Regions from separate parts of the Oryctolagus cuniculus genome. Here region 1 is linked to region 2. A link is a contact called in public Hi-C data. All regions are on one chromosome and are shown on one strand. The core of a region is the stretch at or near the end of the contact, and the rest is flanking DNA. Distances in the headings are between cores, read along the strand shown.

Region 1 (5,738 bases), core at 951-3,450, 52 kb before region 2:
CTTCTTCATAAACCACATAGGATTTTCTCCGTCTCTGCCCAGGGAATCTCTGTTTTAGATGACCTTCAGGTTTTGTTTTGTTTCATTTTTGGAAGAGCCACTGGCTTGCTTTTAATTAGTTTTAACCTTTAAGTTGTAAAGGTTGCATTGTAGTGGTGGCAGTCTGGCCCCCTTTAGGAATCATGCATTTAATAAGGATGGTGGCTCAGACCAAACTCATCATTTTTATGTGCATTAAATATTTAGGAATATCTTCTCTTAACTGCTGATCCATTGTTTCTTCCTCTGCAAAGTAGAAGTAATAATTCATCTCCCAAAGGGCATTTGTACCAATTAAATAAAAAGAATGACAAAATAATTAGGAAAAAATTGAAGCAAAGTGGTAAAGAGGAAGTAGCAAAAAATGATTTGCAGTTGGCTAAGATAATAGCCCCAAGGCTGAAGCATTAGATGGGAGAAGGATGAAAACATTACAACTAGGAACCATGTATCCTCACGGTGCAGCAGGTTAAGCTGCCACCTGTGACACCAGCATCCCAGGTTGGAGTTTCAGTCCCAGCTGCTCTGCTGCTGATCCAGCACCCTGCTAACACACCTGGGAAGGCAGTGATGATGGCCCAAGTGCTTGGGCTCCTGCCACCCATGCAGGAGACCTGCGTGGAATTCTGCTGCTGGCTTCAGCCTCGTCCCAGACTTGGCTATTGCTGCCATCTGGGGAGAGAACCAGTGAATGGGAGCTGTCCCTCTCACCCTCGTTCTCACACTTGCTCTGCCTTTCAAATAAATCTATTTAAAAGAATCACAAGCAACACAGATGATATCAAACTGGAAAAGGGACACTGCTATATTTTCATCCCTCTCATACTTGTGGGGTATTGGGGAAAAATCTTAAATATGTTCAGTGGGAAACACAAGCTAACACACATAATGAACTCTTTTCATTTTTCATTTCTTTCTGTGTTACAAGTAGAATCAATTGTGAACAATAAATATGTACAAGCTTTCTTTCTAATCTGTGTAATGGTATTTACTACATCACGAATGAGGAAATTTTCCTTTCGCAGGGCTCTACACTGTTTTGATATTTTTGTCATGTTTAAGACAATTCACATGCACTATCTCCTGTCTGTGATGACACAGGTTAGGATATAATAGCTTATAAGACAGTTGGAACTCTTTATTTTTCTGTAACTAATCCATGCAACAAATCCTGATAAGTACTTATTCTACTGGGCTAGAGGGTGGTGGGGAGTTAGGGGATAGAAAATTTTCCATTTACAGGAACCTCTGAATTCAAAATAGTCTCCTAAATCTAGATCTTTAGAGTAATACAAATCTCTCTGGAAAAATACTTAATCCTTAGGTTCTGCCTCCAACCAAGATGGCATCTGGCTGAAGAGTGAAGTCTGTGTGTCCTCATGGTGATGAGAAGGTTCACCAACTGGGTTACTGACTCCATGTGGTTGGCTAGGTCTGTATCCTGTGCACCTGTCTGATGTCCATGGCTAAAGTCCATGGCCAATGGAACTCCTTGTCTGTTGACTGCTGGCTCCACCTGCTGGTCATTTCAAGTGGTCTGATATTGGGTACAGTGCCATCTGACTCTGGCTCTGCCATGCAGCGTTTACTGGTCTTTGGACAGTCAGCTAGACATTCACTAGAGCTTCATTGACATCCACCATAGAGCTTATTGGTACTATAGAAGATGACCTCCCTCCTCCATACCTAGATACGGTCTACCCCATAGCCATGGTGGGGGCTGTTTATCTCCATGTTACAGCTTCACGTGGGGCAGCTAGAATCTCCTCTAGGCCCCAGGAAACCAAGGAATTCCTAGAAGCTGGCCTCCTTTGTGAAGAAAAGCAATGGTTTATCCCAGATCATTGTGCAACCACCTTGCCTTTTCTGCTCCCCACCTAAGAGGTCAAGTTTAACACACGACTTCTTCAGAAACCACATAGGATTTTCTCCATCTCTGCCCAGGGAATCTCTGTTTTAGATTACCTTCAGGTTTTGTTTTGTTTCGTTTTTGGAAGAGTCACTGGCTTGCTTTTAATTAGTTTTAACCTTTAAGCTTTTAAAGGTACAGTCAATCAGTTGAGGATGGTAGGGATATTTTCCAACACTTCTCATGTAAACACAAATGTTAGGTTCTTCTTTGGAGTAAAACAGACCTTTTACTGTTTCCATGGTTACTCCTGAGTTGCAAAAATTCTCCATCTTTTCCCCTGTATTCCTCTACTCAGTCTTGGCTGCCACAATCTCACAGACAGAAAACAATTGAACATTTTTCCCCCTTGCATCTGTAGTAAAAATCTCTGCCTTCTTAGAATTCTTTCTGAGGTTTCCATTCTCCTTCCTGTCCATGCGCTGCCTTTCTCTGTCCTGAGGCAGAAGCCACTCTCTTCCTTTCTGAGGTCATAATGTTGGCAAGAAATCTGTCACAAAGCAAAACATAAAACAAAGCAAGCAAACAAGAACCAAGCAAACAAAAGTCCCGCACAAAACCCATGACTGCTATAGGATTGAGCTTGGCTCCCAAAAGTTTGTGTATGGAAACCTGGTCCCTAGTATGGTGGTGTTGAGACAGTGGGTGCTTTAAGTAGTGGAGCCTACTAGGATGTGGCAAACTCACAGGGGGATGTGCCCTGGATGGTTTGGATGAAGGCAGTTCCTGTGGGACCTAGTGAGCCCCTGAGAGTGAGTTGCTCCAGAAGAGCAGGCCTGGCCCTGTCTTGCTCTGGGATCTCTCCTCTCACCCACTCCCACCATAATGCCCTCTGCCAGGTTGTGACAGCCAGAGGGGCCTCCACCAGAGCCAACAGATGCTGATGCCAGACTCTCAAATTTCCAGATCTGTGTGCTAAATAGATCCCTTTACAAGTACTCCTTCTCGGATATTGTGTTATACCAACTGAAAACAGGAATAATTGTTACCCTTCTCTTTACACACATTTATAATTTAATCTTTGTAATAGCCCTGACGAGTATTTTTTTTTTTCAGATGAGGAAATAGGAACAACAAATCCTATAGCTTTCTACCATGCGGAGCCACCTTCCACAGACCTGCCTTAAGCTATTACCCATTGACACGAAGTTGCTCTTCTGCCTGGTACCTCAGCATTTCAATCCAATTCACCTGTCAGGATCCTCCCCTATCCTCCCAGGGACGATGCAGGGGGGAAGCCACACAGCCTTTTAAGGTGCTTGGTCAAGAAGTCACTGAATACGGAATTTGCACATCATCCCTGTTAAGTGCTTTCTCCATAAAAACAAATGAGATGCTCATTTAGTTGTCACCACTCCCTTCCCAGGGGGCCAGCGTCTGTGATGAAGTGGTGAGTTTACAATAAACAGTCGAAGGTGAGCCCAGAGACTTGTTTAAACAAGTGCAAACATTTGGCTGGAACCCAGAAGGCATCATTCTGTGTCCATTGGGTTTCACTCCCACACAGTTTTCCAGAGACAGTTGAAATTCCTTGGGTCATTCTATAAACATTCTGCTTCTAAATCACACCCCTAATAGAAAGAACAGAAGACGAAGCATCTGCTGTAAGTCACTGCCCTGGCCGTGCTCGGCTCGCAGTGATACAGCACGCGGGGTCAGCCCCTGCATCAAAGACCAAGCACCACACTGAAGCGATGGGAGGACAAAGACAGACTGCACATGGCCAGCCCAGGGGCCCGGGGGCGGGCAAGGCGTCCCCCTGACAAGGGGAGTCTTGGGAAAAGACTTTTCAGCAAGGAGCTGAGGGGCACAAGACAGACTCCCTGGGCATTGCTGGGGCTCTCAGTTAGAGATGGGATTTGATGGAGCACTGCTCATTGGAGCAAGGAAGAGAGCATAGCTTGGAGGCAGGGGGTTTGGTCAAGTGACTTCTTGACTAAAATATTGATGTAGTCAGGGGCATAGCCCAAAGCCAGGGACAATGCCCTTTCTGCCCTTCCCAGCCCCCAAGCCCCTCTGGAGCTCCTAGATCTTCCTCTCTCACTATGTCCTCCTTCACTCAGGACCCAAACAGAAAAACTATGTCCCCTACTGGCAAAATGGCAGAACAAGTGAGTGATCTCTTGCCCCTCTCCTATGGATCTTTTCCTTCCAGCCAAACACATCTGCAGCTTCTCTGCTCATATAAGACAAGCAATACGTTCATTCAGTCTTAGCCTTGCACTTCCCAGCACCCATTCAGGAGCTGGCGCTGGATGACCCTGCCTGAACAACTGATAAGATGCCATTTGTCTCACTTGTGTTAATCCCACAACCACAACTACCTCCAAGTTCACAACCTCTCTTTTCCACACACTGATTATTCTGAGCGTTGCAACCTGGTGACACAGAGCATTAGTCAAGGAGTCGGAAAGCCTGGCTTCAGATACTTGGTCTGTTTCAATGAAGCCAAATGGGCACGAGTAAATATAACAACACTGAGGCTGTGTAGCACCAACCCAGCATCTAGTAGGTGAGGCCCTACTAAAGCACTTAAGAGTTATAGTTCCAGCAAAGTGATTGTCATTGTGTTTGAATTCTCTAGCAACTAGAAGCATCTCTAACTCTGTTAATTTACCTTATTTTCCCCCTTGATTATTAAACCACAGCAGCAGTGAACTCCATAAAACAGAAAGACTGTGCCTGATTCTCAGTGGTGGGAGTTGAGGAGAGAAAGGGTGTGTGTGTGTGTGTGTGTGTTGTGGCTTTTCCTCCTGTGGGATCCATGAAGGAAAACAGGTGGTAGCAAAGGGTAGGTGGACAAGGTGCTAGGACATTTAAGGGCAGGCAGGCAGGCAGGAAGCAGGATTTTGACCTGAGTGACATATGCCCATGCATCACACACTATCTGTTCATCTTGGCACTGATGAGTAACTGGGGCCTGTGCTCAGGTCTCAGGCATGGTCCCCTCTATGAGGTTGGTAAGAGCCAGTTACCCAACTCAGAGGAAACAACCCCGGTTCTGGCTCCTTCTCTCGGATGGAATAGCTGTGGGACCTTGGGCAAATCATTGAACATCATCTGAGTTCATTTTCTCATCTAAAATGAAAACACCGATGCCTACCCTACCTGACAAAGTGCTGTGAGCATCAATATGATAATTCTTCTATCTGAAGACATTTATGAAGGGAAGGAGTTGATAGGTGAAGGGCAAATTACTTTTAGCTAAAACATATGCAGATTTTCCAATGTGTTGCAATGACTTCATTCACAAGAGAAAACTTGCAAGGCCTCCAGCAGCGCCACTGCACCACGTGGCTCCATCTTGTTTACTGCAGCTGGGAACCAAGGGTGCTCACTCCCCAGTCATCATTATCTTATTTCTAGGCTGAGCAGAGTCTGGCCAAAGAATACAAGCTCTTGCTTTCAATCTGGTAGTCATTTTCTTTTTTTGCGCCAAAGTCACTGAACAAGGTCAAGTTCAGGGAACTGAATCTCTTAAAAGGCTTCCCTGGTTGTCTGGGAGAAATCAGTTCATAGTTAGGTTGGGTGTGTCTAGACCCCCATGGCTTTCTCTTGCATAAGGTTTTTGTAGATTAAACCAAAGCCGGATTGTGCTGATGCAGGCAGGAACTAGGAGTGCATTCTATGGATCATTTCAGATGTCCTTTGGGAATTTTACGATATCCCACATTGCCTCTTTTCTTATGGGGTGGGTAGGTGAGGCAGTCATGGGCTTTGTCTTAGTTGTTGACTTAAATTAGTCACAATGTATCCTGTCCAATGTTTGGACACAGATGGACAGGCTATT
Region 2 (5,880 bases), core at 1,030-3,529:
CCTGCAGTCCTAAATACAATGCACATGGATTGCAATACACCCAATTCAATTACATGTCATATCTGAACCTGATTTCAACCCTTCACTAGAATGAAATTATTTATTTCCTTTTCACTGGGGTTTTGGTTTGGTTGTCGTTGTTGTTGTTGGTGGTGGTGGTGGTGGGCTGTATGTGCGCGTGTGTGTTCGCCTGCATGCTTTAGTTGCTAAGGAAAGGAGGTAGTGGACACCGGAATCTTTGTCTCTTTTGACAATCATCAGCGCCATCTACTGTCAAAAAATAAAATCAAGCTGTTATGTAACAGGCTGTCAATGAAAATCGGCCTTAAAGAAGAGATAGTTTTAGATTCCAGAACTTAACTGAGAAATATAGACTCTGGTACAAGATTTTTACTTTATATTATAACACTCTTAGGAATAATCATATGATGTTAAAACATAATTATTTATGCAACGCTTATGATCAGAGGGCAAACATGGGAATACATCCCAGCTCAACCACCTTGTAACTGCAGGGTTCTCTTACCCTCAGTCTTCCCAACTGCAAACTATGAATAATTATGCCCATAATGGTTTCTAAATTAAGTTAGATACATAGAACACAGGATGTTCGATCTGTTGTTCGATGGCGTTTGCTGAAGTCTCAAGGTGTGCTGGGAGCTTTTTGCCCAACAGCCCTGCAGGATGGAGACTCTGGGATAGCTGGTTCCATTCCCGGGCTACACAGTCAAGTGAGAACCACATTCAAATCCAATCCTCCCTCTGATTCAAAGTCAGTTATGTTGTGTCATAGCACAGGCGTGGCTCTGAATCCTGAGGCATTTGGTTTCCTTGCTGGTGGCCCCTGGGACTGCATTGATTTCAAGTGCGTACGCATGGGCCATGTCTGTGTGCAGAGATGTAGGGACATCATTTACAGAGATCTGATACTTGCAGTGGGAACGGAAAGACAGAAAGGAGAGGTTCTCTGTGGCAAAGCCATCCCATCTTTATGACTGTTTGATTTACAGGTTGTAAAGAGTGATTGGGTGTTAAGGCTAGACCACAGAATCCTACTTAATGTCTAATGTACCTAGAATGGAGGACATCTGTAATAGAATCCAGTGGAAAACAGCTCCGTTGTCAGACTGCAACACAATGTTCTAAATGCTGTTTCAGCTCTGACATTCTATAATTCTTTGATACATAAAAGGAGCAAAGGGGGAATTCATTACCTGTGGCAGAGATTGAATGCACCTTTGTGGGTTGACCTAGAGACTCAACACACACTTCTAATGTTCTGCCTGCAGAAAAATGAGTTCTGGGTTTCCAATGCTACACTTATGGATGTTCCGAACACAGACCATTCACACACTGGAGACTTCCTGTGGTGGGTCAGAGTGTCTCTGGTGGCAACTGGCAGGAAGAGATGAAAGACCAAAGCCCAGAACTACTGTAGCTGGAGCATTAAGGCAGGAAACAGTGATCATGACAGACAGCCAGACAGGGTCCTCAGAGAGCTGTGAGTGCCGCCCCAGGTGGCTGGTGCTGGCAAAACACCCGCAGTACACCATGGTCTGGAGCGTGCCCTGCAAGGCCTTCTTGGATGTCAACTGAGAGGCAGGAGCCTGTGCACGCCTCTCTCCCTAGGCAGCCTGGGCTATCAGCTGTATCTAGGAGTAAGGTTGTTAGAGCAGGGATGCAAAGTGGGAAATGACCGATATTTTGAGTCACAGCTTTAGTTATTCAAAATGGGATTTTGTAGCAAAACACTAAGCTTAAGAGCCAAGCATTATTCAGAGAGAGAAAGTTGTTACCAATCCTTGATCACCTTCTTTAACATATGACAGGACCATAGAAGTCCATACTGGAAATAAAGAAGTAAGAGGAAAGTCTTTCCCTTGAGCCCCAGGAGAGTGTAGGGAAGGGAAAGGGAGGGAGGAAGAACCTAAGAGATTAGGTCTATTCTGTATACCTTCTCAGGCTTGGTGTGTGTGTGTGTGTGTGTTGTGAGAGGAGGGTTAGGGTTTTTCAGAAACAGCCAAGCAGAAAAAGGAAAATTCAGTCATTTAGTCATGTTGTGTTTTTTCCCCAGAATGAGGAAGTGTGAAACTGTACGTCAGTGCAACTCAAGGCACGGCCTGCAGAGAACTCTGTGCCCGTATAAGGTGCGGTAAGTATGGACGTTGACAGCAGAAATGTAGACACTTTCATGGATTTGACATTGTTGTAACACTCAAGTATGTGGTGTATAAAGCCACCTCGGTGAACAGGTAGAGACCTGTACAGGTGCTGACTCACTCACACAATGAGTCACAGAAGGCAAGAGCTTCCAACTAGATGGAGATGGTAGGACAAGTGGTCAATAAGAAGCAGGAGGCTTTGAAAAAAATGTCAGCATGTGGGGTTCTAACTTATTATTTTCTTTCTTTTATGATTTATTTATTTATTTGAAAGTCAGAGCTACACAAAGAGAGAAGGAGAGGCAGAGAAAGAGATAGAGAGAGAGAGAGGTCTTCCATCTGCTGGTTCACTCCCCAATTGGCCACAGTGGCAAGAGCTGTGCCTATCTGAAGCCAGGATCCAGAGTTTCTTCCAGGTCCCCCACATGGGTGCAGGGCCCCAAGGACTGCTTTCCCAGGCCATAGCAGAGAGCTGGATTGGAAGTGGAGCAGCCGGGATTCAAACCAGTACCCATATGGGATGCTGGCACTGTAGGTGGCAACTTTACCCACTATGCCACAGTGCTGGCCCCCTAACTTGTTATTGTCATGACCATTTTAGTTTTTGGTTAACCATATTTTAAAATTTATAATGAATGTTTTTAACTAAAAGAGTTTAGAACTTAGATATTTATTACTTATTTTTAACTCTAGTTCATAACTGGTGAAATAAGCTTCCTTGGGCTTCTTTTTTTAATCAATCATATTTTTTTACTTCAAGAACTACATGATCATTATAGAAAATGTGGAGGGGCTGGAGCTGTGGAGTATAGGGTAAAGCTGCCTCCTGCAGTGCCAGCATCCCGCATGGGCGCCGGTTCTAGTCCCGGCTGCTCCACTTTTGATCCAGCCCTCTGCTATGGCCTGGGAAAACAGTGGAAGATGGCCCAAGTCCTTGGGCCCCTGCATCCACGTGGGAGACCTGGAAGAAGCTCCTGGCTCCTAGCTGTGGATTGACGCAGCTCCAGCCATTGTGGCCATTTGGCGAATCAACCAGTGAATGGGAGACCTCTCTCTCTCTTTCTCTCTCTGCTTCTGCCTCTCTGTAACTCTGCCTTTCAAATAAATAAAATCTCCAAAAACTGTGGAAATAAATAAAATGCAAATTTTCAAAATTTAACAATACACTAGCCAAACACTGCATGTATGATGCATGTGTGTATAAACACATGTGTATCTCATGTCTTTTGTATGTGTGTGCATCAAGATAAGGCAGTTTACTGAATGTGGTAGTGATCAGCAACAACATGATGAAGACAGAAGAGATTCCAAGAAACAGAAAGCAAGGTTTCTGCTATATATTATAGTAGTTTTCCTCTGAAGTATGATCTCTTTAGATTTTATAACCATAGTAAAAATAAAGTATAAAACTATAATGTGTGATCTTCAGAGAAATAATGAATAATGAAGCAATCAACCAAATTAAGGGGCATTCACACATAAGAAATAAAAATAATAAGCTGAAAGTCAGAAGAAATATTTGAAAGAAAACACATTGAGTCAAAGATCCAGTAAAAGCAAGTTCTGATTATTTCTTACTAAACGTGAGTGCTGCGCATGCTTTAGTACTTCAGACTAGCGGATTAATGCTTCATGTAATTGCTAAGAAAAGAGTGAAAATAGCATCAAAATCTTCTGTATATAAAGATCATTAAAAATGAATCTTAATGAAGAATAGGATAGGAGAGGAAGTAGGAGATGGGATGGTTTGCAGGTGGGAGGGTTGTTATGGGGGGGAAGAACCGCTATAATCCAAAAGTTGTACTTTTGAGATTTATATTTATTAAACAGAAGTTTTCTATTAAAAAAAGAAAAATAGCATCAAAAATGTTGCTTGGAAATTTCAGAAGAATCTGCAGCATTTTCTATGACACTGGACTTGATGTGTTCAGGAACTGGCTGCCCATGCGGAAGACTAACTCTTAAAAACAAATGAAGCCAGACAAGTATTTTCTTTCTTTTTTGGGGGGAATGGGAGTTCTATTTCTAATTAAGCCAGGACAACAGGCAGAAATCATCACAGTTCAGGCACAACCTGATGAATGAACACCTATACAAGCACCTGCCATGTTACTTGGAAGAAAAGCAAGCATCTTTGCTTCAGTGTTTGTCTTCCTCCGGTGTTTTCTGTATTATTTCCTACAGCACCATGCATCTAGTCGTGCAAACAGGAAGCCTGAGAACAATTTCTGCCAGCTTCTCCTCTTTCACCAGCATTCTCAGCCACACTGCCCCCGCCCCACCTCATGAGCAAGGCTTGGATGGATCTGTTCCTCCACTTCGCCACTCCCTCCAGGATAGGCTTTCGTCCTCATTGCTGGCGTCTAACACTTGCACAGCAGTTTTCAACTTGAGGAATGCACAGAGATTGCCAACAGGTCATTCCTTTAAGTGCATATGCTATTTGAACCTGACACTGATATAAAGGAGCAACTGTTGGGCAGTTGTGTCATTGAGTATCACAACTCGCTCTGAACTGCATAAATCCAGGGAAGGTTGTACTGGAAACAAATAAGATGAAGCATTTATCATGTGTGCTCTATGGCCTAACTCAGGTGTCAGGAATACTTTCTGGGGCAGGTATCCAGATTGAAGAGTTTGCATCAGGGACACTTTATCATTCACTATGTTTTTTAATCCAGAAAACCTTGTTAAACCTTTTTTACAAGTTGGCTGAACTACAGAGTACACTTAATGATATCATAAAAACTGAATACCACCAAGCTCAACGTGCTCGATTCAAACCATTCCCTTTATCATGTGTTAATAGGAATGCAGGCCCACAGAAGTAATGGTTGTTCCTATGATGGTTATTGAAGGGGAAACTTCCATCCAGTCAAGAAGATTTGAACTATGGGCAAGGCCAGAGCCAGGAGCCAGAATCTTCTTCCAGATCTCCTACATGGGTGCAGGGGCCCAAGCTTTTGGGTCATCTTCCGCTACTTTCCCAGGCAAATTAGCAGGGAGCTGGATTGCAAGTGGAGCAATCAGGAAATGAACTGGCACTGTATGGGATGCCAGTGTAGCAAGTTGTGGCTTAACCCGCTATACCACAATGCAGGTCCTAAGCACTCAATATTTTCAATTATCATAATACTTCCATGCAAGGAAGGAAAAAAGTTCTTCATTGGTGGATAAGATCAAAGAGCAAATACATAAGCTTGGAATCAGAATTTCTGCATCTGGTGTTGACAACAGTTATCCATGAAGTAGATGAAGAGCTTAAAACAACATATCTAAGAAAAATTGCCTCCAAACACCTAAAGCTTTCTATAGAAAGTTTCAAACTTTCATATGTAGTAAATTTCAAAATTTCATATGTAGTAAACTAATGGATATAGAATCAATTTCTTTTATTAAAAGATTATGTAAGTAGTTCACTGTAATGAGGGAATAAAATCCTGGAACTTTCATTTTTTAATTGAATTTTAATTAACGTTAAATACTCAAGATACCAATAGAAGACATATATAATACATTTTCAAAATACATATATTGAGGGACCGGCACAGTGGTGCAGCAGGTTAAAGCCCTGGCCTGAAGCACTGGCATCCTATATGGGCGCCAATTTGTGTCCCAGGTGCTCCACTTCTGATCCAGCTCTCTGCTATGGCCTGGGAAAGCAGAAGATGGCCCAAGGGCTTGGGTACCTGCACCCACATGGGAGACCCAGAAGAAG

Evidence for each region. Hi-C and Micro-C count contacts between places; a contact is called where the count stands out from the background.
Region 1: a Hi-C map of embryonic fibroblasts shows a contact between it and region 2, with 4 times the contacts expected there. The contact joins two enhancer-like sites. A contact is called at or near these places in 5 of 6 Hi-C or Micro-C datasets (ear pinna, embryonic fibroblasts, psoas muscle and 2 more).

What each region holds. Positions count from the first base shown.
Region 1 is chr2:164,915,968-164,921,705 of mOryCun1.1, reverse strand. No RefSeq gene overlaps it. Among named protein-coding and RNA genes, the nearest start is that of RMDN2, 76 kb to the right of the region's middle. Within about 2 kb of position 2,200, at least 2 of the 8 cell types and tissues checked have an H3K27ac peak or open chromatin away from gene starts, as enhancers often do.
Region 2 is chr2:164,864,175-164,870,054 of mOryCun1.1, reverse strand. No RefSeq gene overlaps it. Among named protein-coding and RNA genes, the nearest start is that of RMDN2, 24 kb to the right of the region's middle. Within about 2 kb of position 2,279, at least 1 of the 8 cell types and tissues checked has an H3K27ac peak or open chromatin away from gene starts, as enhancers often do.